Regions from separate parts of the Mus musculus genome. Here region 1 is linked to region 2. A link is a contact called in public HiChIP or PLAC-seq data. All regions are on one chromosome and are shown on one strand. The core of a region is the stretch at or near the end of the contact, and the rest is flanking DNA. Distances in the headings are between cores, read along the strand shown.

The links. HiChIP or PLAC-seq counts read pairs in DNA pulled down with a chosen protein or histone mark.
Region 1: a contact with region 2 is called in an H3K27ac HiChIP or PLAC-seq map of embryonic stem cells, with 6 read pairs. The contact joins two enhancer-like sites. A contact is called at or near these places in 5 of 39 promoter capture datasets (the C10 cell line, cranial neural crest, embryonic stem cells and 2 more), 1 of 484 Hi-C or Micro-C datasets (embryonic stem cells), 18 of 115 datasets of contacts at active chromatin or transcription factors (the SCID.adh cell line, differentiating embryonic stem cells, embryonic basal ganglia and 7 more) and 3 of 9 other capture datasets (adipose tissue, liver and pancreatic islet).

What each region holds. Positions count from the first base shown.
Region 1 is chr12:102,768,734-102,773,298 of GRCm38.p6, forward strand. Ubr7 (ubiquitin protein ligase E3 component n-recognin 7 (putative)) reads left to right here. Exons shown (of 11, transcript NM_025666.2): 8 at 361-510; 9 at 1,048-1,210; 10 at 2,486-2,547. Among named protein-coding and RNA genes, the nearest start is that of Ubr7, 13 kb to the left of the region's middle. Within about 2 kb of position 3,073, at least 10 of the 459 cell types and tissues checked have an H3K27ac peak or open chromatin away from gene starts, as enhancers often do. A contact at or near this core is called in embryonic stem cells, where this site is marked.
Region 2 is chr12:102,501,809-102,506,593 of GRCm38.p6, forward strand. No RefSeq gene overlaps it. Among named protein-coding and RNA genes, the nearest start is that of Golga5, 35 kb to the left of the region's middle. Within about 2 kb of position 3,518, at least 11 of the 459 cell types and tissues checked have an H3K27ac peak or open chromatin away from gene starts, as enhancers often do. A contact at or near this core is called in embryonic stem cells, where this site is marked.

The DNA.
Region 1 (4,565 bases), core at 1,823-4,322, 270 kb after region 2:
AAAAATAAAGTAGAGAAATTGATTGAAGAAGACTCTTGAATGTCAGTGTCCTTCTTACACATGTACACATGTGTGTGTGTGAGCGCGCACACACACACACACACAGAGAGAGAGAGAGAGAGAGAGAGGGAGAGAGAGAGAGAGAGGGAGAGAGAGAGTGAGAACGCGTGCGCGCGCACGCACTGGGCTGCTTTCCAGAGGACCTGGAGTTGACTTCTAGAACCCACATTTTCCAGATGCCCTCTTACAGCCTTCATGGGCACCATGGTGAGAAACACACGCAGGCAAAGCACCCACACACAATTATTTCTTTAAACTTAAAAATACAAAAACTCACTTCAAAACTTAATTTTATTTCAGACAGTGTTTAAGAAAGAAAATATCAAAACTGAGCCACAGTCCAGCTGCAGACTTCAGGAACTCCAAGCCAAGCAGTTTGTAAAGAAAGATGCTGCCACCTATTGGCCCTTGAACTGGCGCAGCAAACTATGCACCTGTCAAGACTGTATGGTGAGTGTTTGGCTCCACTTGATGTTCACAGAGTAGACACTGCGAGACTTATTCAAGGATCGATATCTGAGTTCAGGGGACACTGATTTCCTATGGGCCAAATTTATGAAGTTCCTTTTTTTTTTAAAGACTTATTTATATGAGTACAATGTAGCTATCTTTAGACACACAAGAAGAGAGCACTGGATCTCATTACAGATGGTTGTGAGCTACCAGTGGTTGCTGGGAATTGAACTCAGGACCTCTGGTAGAGCACTCAGTGCTCTTAACCGCTGAGCCATCTTAGAATTGCTTAGAAAGTAAACTAGTAGATTTTGAATTCAGAGTATATAGACTGTGGAAGTTGGAAGATTTCTGAAAAAAATCTGGGCCAAAAGTATAAATTCAACAAGTCAACTTTGAAGCTTACAATTTTCTAGGTGTGAATTTAAAAAATTTTAAAGTTATTATTTATTCTCCTTAATTTGACTTTCTGAAAATGACATTCTAAATGGGGGAACTGGAAAAAAAAATTTTTTTTTTTTTTTTTTTTTAAAGAAAATGTATGGAGAACTAGACGTCCTGTTCCTGACAGATGAATGTGATACAGTTCTGGCTTATGAGAACAAAGGCAAGAACGACCAGGCAACTGATAGAAGGGACCCTTTAATGGACACCCTTAGCAGCATGAATAGAGTCCAGCAAGTGGAGCTCATCTGTGGTAAATTCTGTTCACAAGGCTTTCTTCATTTTGCAGGAAAATGGATGATCACCTGTGTTTGTAACTCTAACGAGAACTAGAATTATGTAGTAGACCTTAGCTATTGTTTGATTTTTAAAAATTCTGAAGTTTAGTTGCTGTTACCAAGGATCATTAGCATTTCATGCTACAATAATGTTTAAGAAACCACAGTTTTCCCCAGGTGGCGCTGGTGCATACTTTAATCCCAGCACTTGGGAGGCAGAGGCAGGAGGATTTTTGTAAGTTTGAGACCAGTCAGGAAGGAAGAAAGGAAAAGAAAGAAGCCCTCAGCATGAACTATTTTAACTGAGGGTAGGTATCTGAACAACTAGTAAGAAGAGTGTTTCATCCTTCGAGAAGAATTTCCACTGAGCACTGTACCTCCCTTTGGGAAGTGTGGCAGTTTTGAGCGTCCTCGGGTGCTTGATGCTTTACAGGAAGTCAGAAAGCTCCAGCATGCTCTGCTGAGTTAAGGTTCCAGTTTTAGCCACTTTCCACTTGTGTCCCCATTATAGCATTGATCATTTCCCTTATAATCATTTTTTTTTACACACAGACACACACACACACACACGCGCACGCACGCACACACACGCGCACGCACGCACGCACACGCACACACACACGCACACGCACTCACACACACGCACACTCACACGCACACGCACACGCACACGCACAGGCAGACTCCAAGAACCTGTTTTTCAGTGATAGGGTCTGTGTTTAAGAGATTCATCAGCTGTGATAATGCCTCAAGTATACATAAATTTGAGTGACTACATGAGTTTAAAGCTGTCTGATGAGGCTGGTAGAGATGGTGGCACACTCCGTTAGTCCTAGCACTTGGGGGGCAGAGGCAAGCTGGTCTCAAGCTGGTTTGAAGCTAGCCTGGTCTACAGAGTGAGTTCCAGGCCAGCCAGGGCTACACAGAGAAACCCTGTCTTAAAACCAGCAAAGCAACAACAACAAAAGTGGTCTGATGAGTCTGTTAGTTGATTTACGGAGAAATTAGCCCTTTGCAGAAGGCTCAGCTAGTGTTTATAATGTGAGGATATTTCTGGGAGGTGTTTGTTCTTGTTAAACCCAGACACCATAATGAGGGAAGCCAGACTTGAGAGGAGCGGGAAACAATGTTCTCTGGATTTTAAGTAAGAAAACATTGGTATAAACTGTTAAACACTTGCCTAGCAATGGCAAAGGTTTTAAAAGTATATCCCTATGTGAATTTGAGGTACTGTTGTGCTTTTGGTTTAGAATACAATGACTTGAAGACTGAACTTAAGGACTACCTGAAGAGATTTGCTGATGAAGGCACGGTATGTTGCGTTCAAGAACCTTATTCACAGCTTTTTGGCTTGAATGAATTGTTCATTTTCTTTAATGTTAAAAAATTGTTAGGGGGAAAAAAGATTAAAATAACACCAGGCATGGTGGCACAGCACCATGGGAGGCAGAAGCAGGTGATTCTATGAGTTTGAGGCCAGCTTGGTCTACAGAGACATCTCCAGGATAGTCAGAGCTACACAGGGAAGCCCTGTCTTGAAAAACCAAAACCAAACCAACCAAACAAAAGAAAAGCACAGCCTAAATGGAGGACTTGACTTCCTTTTTGCTGCCTATCTCAGCTTCCCAAAGGCTGGGATCACAGGACCGAGCACCGTGCCTGGCTGAGGAGGTGAAAGTTTAACGCAGAAACTACTTTCTAGGTACTGGCAGGTCAGGGGGGATTAGGAAGGACCAGAAAAGAGACAGCGAAACGTGAAGGGCAGGACAGTTACATAGGGTCTGACTGTAGTGGAGGACTATTGGAAGGAATCTGCTGATTCAGATCCTGGGTCGGGAATGGGAGGATGACTCAGCAGAAACAGTTACACTAGGACTCTGAGAAGCCCAGAGTTGGAAGGAGACTTCCCATCCTGGGCTAAAACATTCTCCTGTGTAGGAAGTCTGTACTTTTTGTTGTCGCTGTTTTAAAGATTTTATTTTTGTTTTATGTGTATGATGGTTGCCTCTACGTATGAATGTGTACCACATGCATGCCTTGTCCCCTAGGAGGCCAGATGGAGTTGGGTGCCCTGGAACTGAATTATAGGCTGTTGTGAGCCACCATGTGGTGCTGGGAACCAAGCGCAGGTCCTCTGCAAGAGCAGCCACTGAGTCATATCTCCAGCACCAATAGTCCTTACTGTAAGATAGCATGACTGTAAGATGTATAATGCTTTAAAAATAGAATTCTGGCCGGGCATGGTGGCGCACGCCTTTAATCCCAGCACTTGGGAGGCAGAGGCAGGCGGATTTCTGAGTTCGAGGCCAGCCTGGTCTACAAAGTGAGTTACAGGACAGCCAGGGCTACACAGAGAAACCCTGTCTTCAAAAAACCAAAAAACCAAAAAAAAAAAAAAAGAATTCTGGATAAATGTATTGGTACTTCCCAGTCTTCACTGCTCAAGTGTATGGCAGAATCTCACCTTCATCTCTGTGGATCCGGGCATCTGGGTGAGGCCCTTGGGTGCACTGCTGCTGTGGGTCCTGCCAGTCTACTTGGGCTCTGACTTGGTCCTCGTGGATGAGGGAGGCTATGTCTCTGGGTTTCTAGATAGGGGCTAAGATGCTGTTTCTGTAAAATGAATTGTAAAGTCAGAACACTAAAAGGGTCTTGTCCCAAATGGCTTTGGTTTTGTTGTTGAGACAGAGTCTCTTTAGTGGTGGCTAGCCTAGAATTCCCTTGAGACCAGGCTGGCCTTAAACTCAGAACCACTTGTCTCGGACTCAGTGCTGGGATTAAAGGTGTGCGTCACTGTGCTCAGCTCTGCCTGCTTGTGCTTTAGAGCCAGCCCTACTTGCCACATCTTGTGGGTTACATCTTTGCTGTCTTTCTCTGCTGCAAAGTCTCTCCTTGAGCTAGAATTGAATGTGCCATGGGAACAGTGTGGCTTTTGCCTCCTGTGTAACCTTAGTACTCCTCAGACCCTTAGGGTGCTTTAGCGCCAAGCTCACTGTCTGATTCTGGTGGAGTCTGTGGTCACAGTGCTCTTTGTTAAGTTTATCATGTAGCGTGGCGATGGCTGAGCAGAAAAGAGCTCTTGATATGCAACTCTCATGGACCTGAGGTTAAATTCCAAAGTGTATATAAAAAGCTTGGTATAATTGCATGCAACTGTAACCCCAGTGCTGTGGAGGCAGAGACAGGAAGATTGCAAGAGCTTCTCAGCCACCAGCCAGCTCCAGCTTCAGTAGGTATCCTGCCTCAACGGAATACAGTGCAAAGTGATCTTAGCAGGACACGTATGTGTGTGTGTGTGTGTGTGTGTACACCAGGCACACCTACCTGAGA
Region 2 (4,785 bases), core at 2,268-4,767:
AAAATCTTGCTAGTGTATGCAATGGTTATTTATATTTTTAAGAATGAAAAATATTTGGAATAATCTTCTTTTAAATGGTAGTAAGACTACAACTTGAATTTGAATCATGAGTGTGGTGTGTCCCAGCTATAGAATGTGAACAGCAGGGATCTGCCCTCGGGGATCTTACAGTTAAGTGGGAAGGCAAACTGTAACTGTCATTTAGTGTTAAGTCACTAAACAGAAAGAAGTGGGCCATGGGTGTGAAGTGGGGCAGCAGGGGGTGGCACTTGTGTGGTAGTGCGGGAAAGAAGGATATGGGTGGACTTTCTCACTGAAGGTTCAGTGTGTATGGAACATCTGGCTGAGCACACACAGTATGCTTAGAACCACAAAGGGCCAGTGTGGCCGGAACAGAACTGGAGCCGAGGACATGCACAGCCAGCCTCAAGGGACTGTCAGCCAATGAAAGGACTTAGGTTTCAAAACCTCCTCTGTGCCTGAATAGTAACCCTGTGTACCCTGAGTCAACAGCACTTTTAAGCAGAGAACCTTTAACACCCCATGTTAGTCCAGGGTCTGGAGATTTCAGTTGTGTCATATGAGCATTTAGAGTGTGGCAGTTGGCTTTGCTGAGGTGAAGACAGCCTTTATCAGTGCCGTCACAAGTACTAACCAGAAAGACGGAAAGCATTGAACTTCGCACCAGTGTTTAGAACAACTGCATAAGCAACTTATGGGGAAGATTTATGTTGGTTCACAGTTTGAGAAGGGTCAGTCCATGGCGGGGAAGGACAGAGCACAGTGGAAAGGGGATAGGTGGACAGGACAGAAGACAGAGCAGCATGTGGCCTCCAAGAACACCCCCTTCTAACTTCCTCTAGCTAGGCCCCGCCTTCTGCTTAGAGCACTTCTATATTACGAACCTATCAAGGAATCAATCCATTTATTAGGTCAAGGCCCCCAGGACCTAATCAGTTCCCCAAATCCTAGCAGCTTGCAACCAAGCCCCTGGAACATAACCCTCTGGGAGAAATTTTGCATTCAGATGACACCAAATCAAGGAAATCAAGCAATCCTTCCAAACTGCATGATCTCCTCATCTTTGTTCAAGTTGGAAGACAAGCAGAAGAACAAAATCCAAAAGTACAACCTTTTGCGTCTGTAGGCCAGCATCTCTCTCCCTCTCACTGACTAACTTTAGTGGGAGGCACTGCCTGACATCTCTGTGGTCAGGCCGTCAGAACTTAGACATACCTGATCTCTTACATGACAGCCATCGTTAGCCCCTGTGGTGTCACAGAACACGGTACATAAGCGATGCTTCTCTATCCCTTCATAGTCACACAGCTTCTCTGGGTTCTAAAGCCACAGGCAAGCAGGGAAACAAAATGGAGAGGTGTGTGACCGGTTAGGGGGCATTTAGACTGGACAGCTTGAGAGTGTCCCCAAGAGGGAGAGCATCAAAGATTTAAAGCATCAAAGTAGGGGCTGGAGACTCGGCTCAGCAGGTAAGAGCATGCACTGCTCTCAAACGGGACTCCAGTTCAATTCTCAGACCCGTGTTAGGTGGCTCACTTGTAACTCCAGCTCTAGCAGATCCAACATCCTCACCTCACAGACAGACAGACAGATGCACAGAGAGAGAAAAGAGAGAGATGGGAGAGAGGAGAGAGAGGGGTGGAGAGAGAAAGAGAGACAGAGATAGAATTTTTTAAAAATACCCCAGAGCAGCAGGCTGGAGATGTGACCTAGTAGTAGAACATGTGCCTAGTTTGCGTGAGATCTGGAAAATAAAACACAAAGGTCTAAATTGTATAAATTGAGCTGAAAATATTCCTGGATGATCAATTTGAGCTATTGATTGTTTTATTTTTTTTTTAAGATTTATTTATTTATTATATGTGAGTACACTGTAGCTGTCTTCGGACACTCCAGAAGAGGGCGTCAGATCTCATTACAGATGGTTGAAAGTCACCCTTATTTTCATTTTTTAAAAAATGTGTGTATGGAAGGGAAGGCTGGAGAGATGGCTCAGTGGTTAAGAGCACTGACTGCTCTTCCAGAGGTCCTGAGTTCAGGTCCCAGAAACCACATGGTGGCTCACAGCCATCTTTAATGGGATCCAATGCCCTCTTCTGGTGTGTCTGAAGACAGCTACAGTATACTCACATAAATAAATCTTTTAAAAAAGAAAAACAAAAACTGTGTGTTTACGTGCCCATGGGGGCAAGAACCGGTTTCAATTGCCTGGAGCGAGTTACAGGTTGTAAGCCACTGGATCTCGGTGCTGGGAACTCAGTCCTCTTTCAAGAAGAGCCAGTGCCATGTCTCTCCATGTCTCTCTCCACCCCAAGGCTGTTGCTAGTGAAGTTCTATAGATGGTCCCTTAGTCAGGGTTCTCTAGAGTTGCACAATGTACAGAAGAATGTCTGTATGTATTAAGGGAAAGTATTGGAATGACTTACAATCTGCAATTCAATAAACCCAACAATGGCCAGCTATGTTGCTCAGTCCCCCGAGGTTAGGTGTCTCAGCAGGTCTTCTGTATAAGATGGAATCCTGAAGGAGTAGGCTCCAACAGATGTGCCTGCAAGGAAGTGAAAATAGGTGAAGAAGAGGAAGCCTTCCTTCTTCCATAATCCTTATGTAGGCTTCCAGCAGAAGGCGTGGCCCAGATTAAAGGTGTGCACCACCACATCTGGACCTAAACTGCTCGTTAGTTGGAATTGTTCTGTCCCAGGCTGGCCTTGAACTCAGAGATCTGCTTGTCTCTGTCTCCTGGGATTAAAGGTGTGTACCATCTTGCCTGGGCATCATGGCCACTATGCCTAAAGATCTGGATCACGGGCACGTCCTCCATTTCTGGGTTATAGTTCATGCCAGGTACAGTCAAGCTGACAACTGGGACTGACTAGCCATCGCAGATGGCAGTTCATAACAGAAACTGGTCTCTCAGTTCTTCAGCTGAGGAGTCCTAAGCTGTTTCCTGATTCAGACAGCTGCCTCACAACTGCTTCAGGTAGGTTCTGCCCTCTGTAACTTACCTCCTAAAGACCTTCCCCTCCAGACACCCTTACCATGGGCATCAGGTTTGGACAGGAATTTTGCAGGGTACTCAAAGGCTACTATGTACATCAGAGAAAGTACAACTCTGTCTACAAGACTCTCCCCCAAAGACAGGCCAGGATGTGGTATGGTAGAGAAGGTGTCCAAAAGCAACAGGGTCTTTTGATAGGATTTTGCAAACATTCTGTGAAGTGGGACCTAGGTATAGGAGGTTCCTTCCTCTGCCCTGCCCTGCCTCTCCACCACAGAGGCTTTGATTCTTTTTGTCTTTGGTGCCTGCTTTGTGGCTGTTTCCGTAAGTGGCCAGCGGGGGGTGGGGGGGGGTGGGTGGAAGAAGCCCCTTTTATAGTGGGTCAGGCCTACCTGGCTGTTGCCAGGTAACTGTGGGGTGGAGTTTAGACAGAATGCTAATAGCTACTGTCCCTGGCTGGTGGGCACAGGCTGTAAAGTCCCATAGGATGCTGCCCCGCCCTCCCTCAATTCTCTTTCTTTGAAATGGACAACATTCTTACTCAAATGTCACTCTTGTGAGTTGATTTGTTCTCAACTGGGAGAAGACAGAAGATGGCCTCCATGACAACCAGTTATCACTGCCCCAGTGGAACGAACACAGACCTTGACAGAGATATTGATGAGCGCACTGTCAGGAACACAAAACCCGGAACATCCCACTCGGCACTGCTTCTCTCCACCGGAAGGCCACTGTTGCTCCAGAGATAACAGCGTGGCCTCCCTCTGGGTCAGTGTTTCTCAACCTGTGGGTTTTGACCTTGGGGAGTGGGGGAGTGAATGACCCTTTCATCAGGGTCAAATATCAGGTGTTCCACATATCAGATATTTATGTGATGATTCATAAACGGTAGCAGAATTACAGCAATGAAGTAGTAATGAAATAAAGTTATGGTTGGGGTCACCACAGCATGAGGAACTGTATTGAAGGGTTGCAGCATTAGGAAGGTTGAGAACCACTGTGCTAAGCTGACCTGCTGTTTTTGATGGTTCAGGACTGAGAGGACAGTAGACTTGTAAATGAACCCGAGGACAGTTGCAGATTCATCCTACCCTTAGCCATCAAGGAACAGATAATCCCAAAGCAGGCAAATAAGAGCATTTGCTGTATTTTTTAGCCATAAAATTGGATCGAAAAGCATTTCAAATCATCTGAAGTGGGGATTTCCCCCCTGATTATTAGAGTAGCAATTTTTAATTGTGGAAGACACACATTTAAAAACAAAAATATCACTCGCGCACAGACCACTTATCTACATTAGCCAGCCAGCATGCTTTGGCCAGTCCCCTTCCGGACGCTTTTCTTTGGCTGTGTATTCATGTCTATAGAAAGGCCTAGAAATAGAGGACGAAAGCTGTAAGTCAATGAGTGGTTCCCAACCTTCCTAACGCTGTGGCCCTTGAATACAGTTCCTCATATTGTGGTGGCCCCAACCATAACATTATTTTCATTACTACTTCATACCTGTAATTCTGCTACTGTTATAAATTATAGTGTTTATCTGTGTTTTCTAATGGTCTTAGGTGACCCTTGTGAAAGGGTCATTTGATCACCAAATGGGGTCAAAACCCACAGTACTTCGGAACATACAGCTCTCTCTCTCTCTCTCTCTCTCTCTCTCTCTCTCTCTCACACACACACACACACACACACACACACACACACACTTTCTCTCTCTTTGCTAAGTTCTATCACAAAGCTCCATCCCCAGCCCACAATCTCCATTT